Linked DNA regions of Anas platyrhynchos: region 1 is linked to region 2. A link is a contact called in public Hi-C data. All regions are on one chromosome and are shown on one strand. Each heading gives the region's core, a stretch centred on a gene start, on an enhancer-like site or on the middle of the called end of the contact. The rest is flanking DNA. Distances are from core to core; before and after follow the strand shown.

Region 1 (5,342 bases), core at 2,476-4,975, 41 kb after region 2:
GAGCACCCAACACGCACACGGCAAAGCAGCTGGAGGAAGAACCAGACCCCTGCACACCTGAACTCCTGCAGTTCTTCCACCCCAGCCAATACATAAGCAATTTGAGATTTTTGTCCCCAGGAAACTTATTTTTCCAATCATGATGTTAGATTTTGAACCCAAGCGAGTCCCAGTGGGCAGAAGAAGCACTACTCCAAGTGCCCGTACTTCACGTTGAAAGCTTACATAATCCCACGATTGTGATCAGAACAACAACAGCTCCCTGGGATTTATTCATGTTTACACCTACACCAGGACTGCAGAAACTAACATTCCGAGTAGAGTAGAAAGCAGTTTAATAATTATTAAATACTGGAATACTTGATGTGTAACACTGGAGCAACCACCAAAACAATGTCATTACTAAGAGGATCGCAGCTCGAGTTGCAGCCAGTTCCCCGGTCATTTAGCAACGATTTCTATCTTCACAGGCAAGAGAAACAATCACTTTGTCTTACCAAGACCAACATGAGCAAGAAATCCTCAAGAAAAGCCAGACTTTGTTGCTTAACAGCTCTTTTTAATACAGCAATGTCAACAAGATCGCTATTCTATGCTCTAGGCAAAAGGATCTTAATAGAAGGATGTGGAAGGGAGAGAGACGTGAAGAACAGATGGCACCAAGCCTTTCAGAAACTGTCACTGAGGCGAAGAAAAGTTTCCCTGCAGAGAATATTCCTGATTTAAGAGGAATGTTGTTATTTGAGTTACTTAAAAAGAAGGTAAAGAGAAACGTGGAAGTAAAGGGAAACGTGAAAGATGTCTTCTAGGGTTGGACAAAACTGTCAGAAATCATGTTTTGTTCCACAAAAGCAATGAATGGTGTGCCCTAACCAAAAAAAAGCAGTGTCCTTAACCTGTTCTGCAATTTCTCTGGTTAAAACAGAAAGGATTTGGGGGGGTTATTTCTGGCAGCGATCGCCATTTCGCAGCACATTTAAGCCCACACGGAATTGATCAATAACACTACAGACATAAGACTAGACTATCCATTTACTAACCACAGGAAAATGTACTGTTCAGCAGAATCCTGTACATTACAACGCTGAAATTTTAAAAGCCATCGTTACACAGGTCTCATTGCTCCCTGAGACCAGTTACATCCAAAACCTGAGTACTTGTCTGGCAGCTTTCGGGCTGATCAACAAGTACACCTTCCAACCAAGAAAGCCAAAAAAAGTGTAAACACACAGAGTTCAAAATGTAAGCAGAAAGTAGCAGGTTTGCCATCTAAACAAATATTAAGGTTGTTACACCACTCACAGGTTTTTTGTGAAACTGATGAGCTCTGAGCAGAAATACACCAGCAGTCCCTCCAACCACTGGTTGCTACCAGGATTTTCCTCCTAAAGAAGCGTGCGGGAGCTCTCACCCCACGCTTGGTGGCTACCAGGCAGCATCTGAAACCCAACTTTCACACCCGAAAATAGTGAAATATTGAACAGCAAGATGAAAGCGTTACAAATCACTGCTTTGAAACTGAAAGCGTGCCTTTTCAGCCTCTTTCTCTGCACGAACCTATACGTGCGCACACCCCCTGCTAGCATTAGCTCATCCTTGCTGATACCACAACAGTGGCTATCCTGAACTAACAAAGCATTAATGAAGGTGGCCATCCACCACTGAACGCTCCAGAACACGAGCTCTAAATGAAGCTATTTCAGCTTGGTTATCCTCATTTTGGAAAAAAGGAAGATGAAACTACTAATTGCATCGCCAGGTTACCAGATGTGACACTAGGTGGTTATGTCTCCACGTTTGCTGCTGATGATTCCTCTGCAATCCAAGCGCTGCACACATCTGAAGTGTGCTCGTTAGACATTTTTAAGAACCACCACGAGAACAGCTGCTGCCTTCACGGTCACCGCCATCCCCAAACATTTGCCTTTTGGAAGAAGTGATTTCTCCCAACGCAGTCTAACCAAGAAAATCACCTCCAGCTCTCCAGTGCTGACCCCAAAGCCTTAAATTTAAAGTGACAAAAACAACTTTTACTTACCTGAAGAACAAGAGATAAGAAAAACAGCAAACGCCAACTTAGTAGCAGCTCCCATTTTCCAATGCTGTTAAAACATTTAAGTGACTTTAAGTATCCAGTTTCCTGGGTCCAGCAAGCTGGAAAATCCCCCTTCTCGCCGAACAGTTGTAAAGCAATCTACAGCAACATCTCTAAAGAGGGTAATGTTCACGAAACAGTAAAATCAGGTTTATGTAGAGACTGCCGATCTCCCTCCGGCTCTTTCTAGCGAGAATCCGGGTTCAGGGCTGGATATATTTGGAACCGTGTTTCAAAACACACGTGTCATTTGGCTTCTGTACAAACAGTGGCAAAATTTAATTCATAAAAGTATGTTACGAATCCACTAAGAAAAAGAAGTCAGGGATTAAGCCGCCGGACACAAAGAAGTCTCTGAAGAGGCTCCAACTCTGTTCCGCATCAAGCTCCCTAAAGCATCCCCGGTGGGTGCCGAGCGCCGGGAGTCGTACCGAGACCAGCAGCCGGGTCGGGGCTTTCGTCCTGGCTCCCCGTTACGCAACGTGTAGTGTTTGGGAGAAGAAGAGCAGCTCCATTTCGCCTTCCAACGTCCAAAGCCTCCAAGGAAGAGCCGGGTCGGGAGTCCTGCGGGAGGAGGCCGGCAGCCGCACGTGGGCCAGGCTGGGCTTGGGTGGCAGTGCTGTTGAAGGTGCTGGGGGTGCCAAGGAGCAGCAGCACCAGGGCTGGGGCTGGCACCAGCTGAGGGGCAGCAGCAGGGCTGGGGTTGGCACCAGCCCTGACACCGGCTCCCCACAGCTCAGCCCGAGCTCATCGCCCCCCCCCTCCGGGCCGGCCTTCAGCCCGGGCTGAGGAATTGGGGATTTTTTTTTTCCTAAGACACCTCCATCCCCTCCTCCCCCTCTGGAGTGGGGGGGGTCTGTATTTGGTATTTAAACGAGGAGAAGGAGAAAAAAACAGAATTAAATTAAAAACACGCCGCAAAAAGCAGGCAGCGCCCGGCCGCCGGGGAGGAGGGCGGCGAGTCCCGGGGAAGCTCCTGGGGGAGGGAAGGGGCTGAGGGGGGGTCACAGGGGGCTGGGGCAGCCCTGTCCCGCTGTCCTGGCCCCCTCTGTCCGTCTGTCCGTGCCCTGTCCCCCTGTCCCTGCCGCCCGCCGACCCCTCACGGCCGCCTCTCCTCCTCCTCCTCCTCCTCCTCCCCTCGCCCTACCACAACGGCGGCTGTGTCCGGTCAGGATTTTGTGAGGAAAAAATTTAAAAATTAAAAAAAAAAATTAAAAAATTATTTAAAAAAAGGGGGAAAAAGAGCTCGGCGGGGAGGCGCGGAACAGCGGGGAGGGCTCCCCTGGGCCCTGCCCTAGCCCTGGCCCCGGCCCCGGCCCGCTCCCGGCCGCGTCCCCCTCAGCTCCCGGGCGGCGGCGGTGGCGGCGCGGCGGAGCCCAACTCTGCCGGTCCAGCAGCGCGGCTCGGGGCGGGCTGAGGAGCGAGAAAAGGAGAAGGAGAAAAAAAGGCCGAGCCCGGGGGCTCCCTGCGGGCGGCCTCTAGAGCCTGCCGAGGGCGGGCGGCAGCTCGGGGCAGCCCTCGGAGCGCTGCTGCTGCTGCTGCCGCCGCTCCCCTGTGGCTCTCTCATAGCGACCCATTCACCGCGCGGCGTGCGGAGCCGGCCCAAGATGGCGGCGCGGGGCCGATTGTTTTTGTTCCCTCTCCTCCTCCCCCCCCCTTCCCCTCCCAGCCCCCCGCCGCGCCGGGCCCCTCGCGCGAGGCCGGCCCAGCGCGCGCCGCCGAGGATTGACAGCTCTCCGGGCCAATCGCGGGGCGCACAGCCCTCCCGCCCAACCCCGCCCACCCAACCGCGCTCCTCCCCCTGCTCTTCGCCCCGCCCCTACCTGCGCGCCTGCGCGCGGCCACGCCCCGCCTCAGGGAGCGGCCGCGGGGCGCCGCCCGCCCCCCTCAGCGCCCCTCAGCGCTCGCCGTGGGGTGGGCGCGCTGTGGTGCCTCACGGGGCTGCCGCCGCCAGGTGTGAGGGCAGGGCACCGAAGGCACCTGCTGGTTGTGCACGGTTGTGCCCCGGTTGTGTATGTTCACAAAATCATGGTGTGAGCACACATTGCACCTCATGGCGCTCGTGTGAGGTGTGAGCACACAACGCCCCACAGCACTTAGTTGTACCTAACCCACAGTTAGGTGTACCTACACACCGTATCCCAAAGCACCTGTGTGTTAGGTGTACCTTCACACCATATCCCACAGCATTTGTTTGTTAGGTGTACCTACACACCATACCTCACAGCCTTTGTGTATTTGAGATGCTCTCCCCACAGAACTAGCTGCGTCCTGCTGCTGGCAGCTTGCTCGGCCTCCCCCCACCTCACAGTAACTTCTGTTTCCTATCATTGTGTGATGAGAGAACAAGAAGAGTGAATAAACCCCAATTTTCTCACCTTTGGGGGCAAATGTGTGTATATTGGTGCTGCTCCAGCTAAAACACTCTCAGTATCAACCCTAAGGACAGCAGTTCTGTGAAAGTCCCTACCTTTTTTCCTCGAATTTTTAAATGGATACCGTAAAATATGTTGCCTGTTTCTGAGTGAAAAGGAATACATGTTACATTTAGACCTGCTGAACAACATGGGAAAGCATAAGCGCCTCATAAACACCTGTGCTGGTCAAAGCAAGAAGTACCAAGCTCCCCGAAAGCTGGTACGTTGTTCACTAACCTTAGACGTGTATCAAATCGCTTCAGATGCCTTCCTTTTCAGACTGATGGCATGGCCTAAGGTTTTTGGTGATACTACGTGGTACTAAATTGGAAGGCATGTTTTTCACATACGTGAATTTGCAACCAAGTCAAGGCTGAGCAGCACCGCCGAGCTGTGTGAGCTACGCTGATCCGCAGATCAGCAGAGGTGTTTGGTAATTAGACCTGGTGAGCCACCATTAGCACCTGGATTCAGAGATGGAGAGATGTAGATACTTCGGTCTGTTCATATTGAGGTACCTGCTGGGGTTCCTAACCAGGATTTGGGCATCCTCGGTGTTTCTCTGCCGTGTTCAAACACCTACCGACACAAAGTTCATCCACCAGTGACATTTTTGCTTTCAAACATCCAAAAAGTTAAACAAGATGCATTGGGCCTGTGCACATCTAGAAGCATCAAGACATGTGGCAACGCTTTTTATGCCATCTTTTATCCAGGTAGTTCGGAATGATTTACAAGCATTAATTAATGTAAGTATTACAACACTCCTACTTAATCTGTAGTTTTTAATATTCTTCAATAGCAGAATATTTAAACGTGACCTGTTCTGC
Region 2 (5,402 bases), core at 1,648-4,147:
CTGCGGTTCCCCGCGTGTTTCTCTGGGTGTTGAAACATTTCTGTGAAGTCAGAACTTCCTGCTTGCAATGAAGAAGTTAACACACCCACACACAGAGATCAAAACAAATCCTGATTTAAAATGGAAAGTGTAATTGTCTTCTGTTAATGTAAATAAAGTTCTACACTTTTTTCTATTTTTTTCCTAAACGATTTCACTAAACCCAACAGCCATTTGCTCTAAAATTACCGATCCTGATTTATGCAGAGCCATTCCCTGACGGTATTTGCAACCTGCTCTGCTGCTGAGCAGAAATATTTACTGTGCCACAGGCATCATTACTTGTGCGTGGCTTTTGAAAACCATCTCTGCGGCGCCAAGGCGGATGATATAATGTGAGCTAAGGTATTATGGGGTGTATCAGCCTGCCTCAGCTGTCCAAATGCAGCCCCTCTCCTGCTGCCCAGCCTTCCCCGGCCCTTTCTCCCTCGGACTGACTCTGCTTGCTGCACGGTGAATCAAGGTACGATGCTACGTTGTCAGAAAGCTTTTTCACCCCCCTTCTAATCACATTATTTTTCTAATAGTTTAGCAAATTGCATCTGCTTGCAGCAAGGTCCGCGTTAACAGAAAAAGCTCTGGAAGGCGGAGGGAAGCAGGACTCTCTCCTCACCCTGGGCAGGTGGCATGGTGAGCACCGCTGCACAGATCCTCTGCCAGATAAAAACAGCCAACAGCACCTGAACCGATGGCCTCAGGATGCAGAACAGGTCACTACGCTTTCTTCTTCCCGTAGCTCAAAGCCTCTGGCCATTAAAACCATCAGTTCAGGTTGGAAGGTGATCTCGGAACCATGCACACCTCGCTGTGCTGTGCCACGCTGTAGTTTTCAAAGGTTAAACTACTTTTTGGTTCCCATTTTTAGAGCTGGGAGTTGCAGGCAGCTGTAGATCACATGCCAATTTATTTATAAAAAGGAAAAAAATAACGCTTAAAGTTTAAGAATGGTATCTTAAGAATGGTATCTTCCCTCCATGACTCAAGAATGGTTGTGGAGCTTCACTGTGAAGCCACACTTCCCTTAAGGATGTGCCAAACGGGACAGGTTGTCTGAAGACTGCCCCACCACAGGCCATCAGTGCTTGAGTTCTTCCCCAGCCATTTCTCTCACACGGCAGTTGAATCAGATGATTTATCCTCTATAAAGGGACCGATTATCCAAATGGGGTCATATATAATCACGTTTCTCTTTCCTGACTCCAAAATAAAGCTTCCAGAGCCCATGCAATTCTCTTTCTTAAATTTTGCTTTGTTTCCCCTTGGTTACATTTATACTACAGCTATTTTTTTGTTAATATGGTCAACAGGTTCCCCTTTAAAGATCATTCTCCTCCCTTTCAAGCTTGGGCTTGGTTTATTTTCAATCAGATGATGGGTGAAGTCGGGACAAGAATAAAAGGAGTCAGACTTTGTAAATTCTGTAATTTAGTCTAAAATTGACTATAACACGTATCCAAATTTCAACCTTTAATTCCCCAGCATCGTTTTGTTTTCTCTTAATAGTGACAATTCTTCTCTTGTTTGCCCCACGAATTCCCCTGTATTTTGCAGTGCATATATGACATACTCCCCTAATTAATATGAAACAAGGTAATTGCTTGTAGCCAGAATACTCCTTCCCTAACAGAAATCAAGTCACTTGAAGCAAGACAGCAGTGGGAATAGAAGGGCCTCTGACAACTCTTTCCAGGTGCAAGATGCTCAGAATATTGCCATAGCAGCATTCTGTTTTCTTCTAAATTACAGTTACAAAGCATCCTGGCTATCAGAGAACAACATGAGACTGACAGAGAGACAACAAAAACTGTACATTCATACCGCAACTCAAATCTCAACTTCTTCAATATTTATGTAAAAAGTCTACCGGTAACGACCACAGTTCCTGAATAAACAGTTCAGTTACTTGTAGTTTCACGTGAAGAATCAGTGATCTAATACATGTAAAAACCACTCCTGGCCAGTACGAAGATCACAGTAGTCTTAAGATGTAGAAGAGCTTTTCTCTCCAGGGAGTGTTTCTCAGACTGGAGGGACCCGAGCAGGACATGCTGCTGCCTTCGGGGCCATCGCCTACATGGGAACGTCAGCCCCAGCCCCTGCTCTCTGTGCTGCTCCCATGGCCCCAAACTGAGACCCCAGCAAGTGCTGTGCCAGCAGGGCCCTGCCCCTGCCCCTGCGATGCAGCACACGGGTGGGAGTGACACAGGCTGCTCTGAGCTCGTCTGTAGCTGAAGAGCCACAAACCAGCGATGCCCGGAGGATTTCTTCATCAAACCCTGCAGACACAACTCCACAGCCTGAGAAATTGTAGGCAACTTTAAGAAAAGGCTAAAGCTGCGTTTTTAAACCCCGCATGCTCACGAATTTCTGGTCCACATTACTGGAAGAACGGAATTGATACCAAAACAACTTCTTACAAGTCCACAGAAAGTTCCATAACCATGAACAAACATCAATGCATCTTACCTCAATCATTATATGAAAGGCGTGCTTGTAGAGAGGGGAAAAAACACAGGCAAAAGAAATTACTATTTAGATCAAGAATGGGATGAAAAAACAGCTTATAAGAAAAGAGACCAAATAAATTGCTTGCGGATCAACAACCAAAATAGTCATGGGGATAGCAATACCTTCCGTGCTAATAACAGATCATTTAAAATGAATAAAAAATCATTGATATGTTAGCAAAGAAAAATGGGCGAAAATAAAGATTTCAATACAGACCATTAGCTGAATCGATCATTGATAATTAAAAATTGACTCATCCATTACAGGTGCCTGAACAGTCCCATCAGTACAGAGCAGTACATGAACGCATGCAGGGTGTTACACGGACACAAGCTATGCAGAGGCATCTCGATGTGCTCACCGCTGTACAGCAGAGGGCAGCGTTGCATTTTTTAAGTTAAGACTGTGCTGGATTTAGTAACTAGCTGTGGAAAATGAAAACTTTTAAGCGTCTGAGTTGCAACTAAACATCACAAACGAATAGGTCTTCATATACCGGATCTTCAGTGCCCAATTTCATCAATAAATCTGGCAGGCTTGAGCTGTAACTAGAACAAGTGAACACTACCCAGCATGTATAGATTACAGTATTTAGGACTATTGCACCCAAATCATGAGTTTACAGACTGTCGGATAAAATGTTACCCAAATCTACGTCCCAGATCACAGCTACTGAAACTTAGCACACATTTCAGTGAGACGAGCCTGTCCGTGCTGCTTCAAAGTGGAGCAGCTCAGGCACCTGCACTGCTTCTCCTGTACCTGTGCCTCAGCCTTGTCTTCTCTAATTCCATCAGGTAGTTGGTGCAGCAGCAGGAAATGCAGGCGGTTGAAGCATTCAGCTGCCACGTAACAGAGCAATCATCCCTTTCCTCACCCTTTGTCTTTACATCCTTAGGATTCGCCAGCGCAGAGCCAGCAGCCTTCTCTCTGCGCTTGAGAACCGTCTAGCACACACTTAGCATTATCTGAATAATTAATAATAGAAAGGCTGAAGTAGTTCTTGAAGGCTAGGCTGGTTGCAGTCGGATTTACAGCTTGCTGTCTGAGCGCTGAGCAGACTCCCTGGCGGCCAGGGCCACTGGGATGGGGTCAGCACCCAGCCCAAGGCTCTGGGGCAGAGTGGCAGCGCTCGTACGGCCTGCAAGCACCTTTGGAAGGGGAAACAAATCATAGAAAACCCTAAACCTTGAACTAATTTCCATTCTTGGTGGTTCCAGGACAATAACAGCCATCCTGTGAGTACTTTAAAACCCCTACAAGTAAGGCAGCAGCACAAACCCCACAGCCCACGAGCACAGAAGTTCCTCCTGCAAAGCCTCCCGTGTTCCTTCGCCTGGAAGAGCAGCCAAGCAAAACAGAAACGCTGCTCAACCCGGGAGCCTGGCAGGGAATGGCTGCTGAGCAGAGCGATCGGTACATCCCTGCCTGCCCACAGCTACTGGGGCAGCAGCAGAACAAACAGGAACTGTTAAAGGAACTTAAAACCACTGAAACAGTTGTTCAGCAAACTTTGTTCCTAGGGCTGTAAAAGAAAATGTGTTAGAGAGAATGATTTTGCAGGTCTGTTTGCTATTAATATTCTCTGTTTACTAAGAATTCAGTAAATTCATTAAAAATAAGTAAAAAATAAATACAGACTTCTTGTTCCTGGTGGGATAATGGGAAACTCTGAGGAGTTGGGGTCCTGCTCACCACTCTTAATGGGATCAGCTCCCCCCCAGCTCTAATACACCAGGCACACATAATATTTTCCAAAAAGAGATGTATGCACATCATAGACCTTTGATTTTAAGGTCACTGCCTCTCCTTTCAGCCCTACAAACCGCCATCCCAGGCCTTTCATTAGAAATGCAAGGATCAACAGTTTAAGCAGTGTCTGCCTATTAAGGAAAGCAAATATATTTACTTCAGGGATCAACACAACTCTTTTATAAAAGTTGGGAGTAATTCAAAACCCCACAACATAGCCATCACCTAACGCAAACAGATGTAAACACACTAACTTACTGTTTATGCTGCCTGAAAACTACTTCTAAAGGTTTTATCTGGGGTTAGGGAAATTGCCGCGGAATTTGTAACCGCCTAGGACAAAAAAATACTGTCAGTGTGACCCCTTCCTAAATCTGGGCTATCCAGAAAACCCATTCTGAACTTTAAATGTGTCACAGATCTTCATAAAGATGGTGCTCAAAATTATTGTATTTCAAAGGTATTGCATCGATTCATTTGCTTGTTCCTAACCAGTGCCTAAAACATGATACCTTCATGTTCGTTCACAGTCCCTTGATTTCTTCAGAGAATGTGAAGTAAAATGCATTATTTTTGCACACCTTGTGAAGGGTGCGAATCTCCTACTAGTGATGTAAAAATTACCTGGAAGATGTCAGCCTCACACATTCAGGAGAGCGTATCTGAGGTTACGCAAACTGGACTTTATTAGGGAAAATGGTTAAAAAGCTCCTGAAGGTTGAGTACTTGGCCACAAACCCACAGAAATCAGCACTCCAGCCCTCCGTGCCTGTTCCTAGCACAAAGAGCATCGCCTCTGAGGAGCCATACCAGAGCTGGGCACCACGGCACAAGGACCAAAGGATGGCACCAGCTTTTCCCCTGCGTCATTCCAGCTGCTGACTGGAATCGATGCTAGGAGAAATTCTTATTAGCCCTGCGGATATAAATGCATCATTACAGAACGTGAAGTCATGCACGCTTCCAGCGGTCCAAATTTAGAGCTCATTCAGTTTTTCCTTTTTAACACGAACCTTGCCACTCATTGTATGCTAATGATTCATTAACCACTGGTACATACCCAACCCTAACTCCTTCCGAGCTGGCCACAAGCCCCAACTCAG

The links. A called contact is a pair of places that touch in the nucleus more often than the background predicts.
Region 1: a Hi-C map of skeletal muscle shows a contact between it and region 2, with 3 times the contacts expected there. The contact joins the promoter of ACVR2A here to the enhancer-like site in region 2. A contact is called at or near these places in 2 of 8 Hi-C or Micro-C datasets (liver and skeletal muscle).

Annotation. Positions count from the first base shown.
Region 1 is chr7:3,151,589-3,156,930 of IASCAAS_PekinDuck_T2T, forward strand. ACVR2A (activin A receptor type 2A) reads right to left here and starts at 3,726. Exons shown (of 12, transcript XM_021275966.4): 1 at 2,039-3,726. The coding sequence starts at 2,093.
Region 2 is chr7:3,111,889-3,117,290 of IASCAAS_PekinDuck_T2T, forward strand. ACVR2A (activin A receptor type 2A) reads right to left here. Exons shown (of 12, transcript XM_021275966.4): 5 at 2,506-2,529. Among named protein-coding and RNA genes, the nearest start is that of ORC4, 35 kb to the left of the region's middle. Within about 2 kb of position 2,898, at least 1 of the 8 cell types and tissues checked has an H3K27ac peak or open chromatin away from gene starts, as enhancers often do.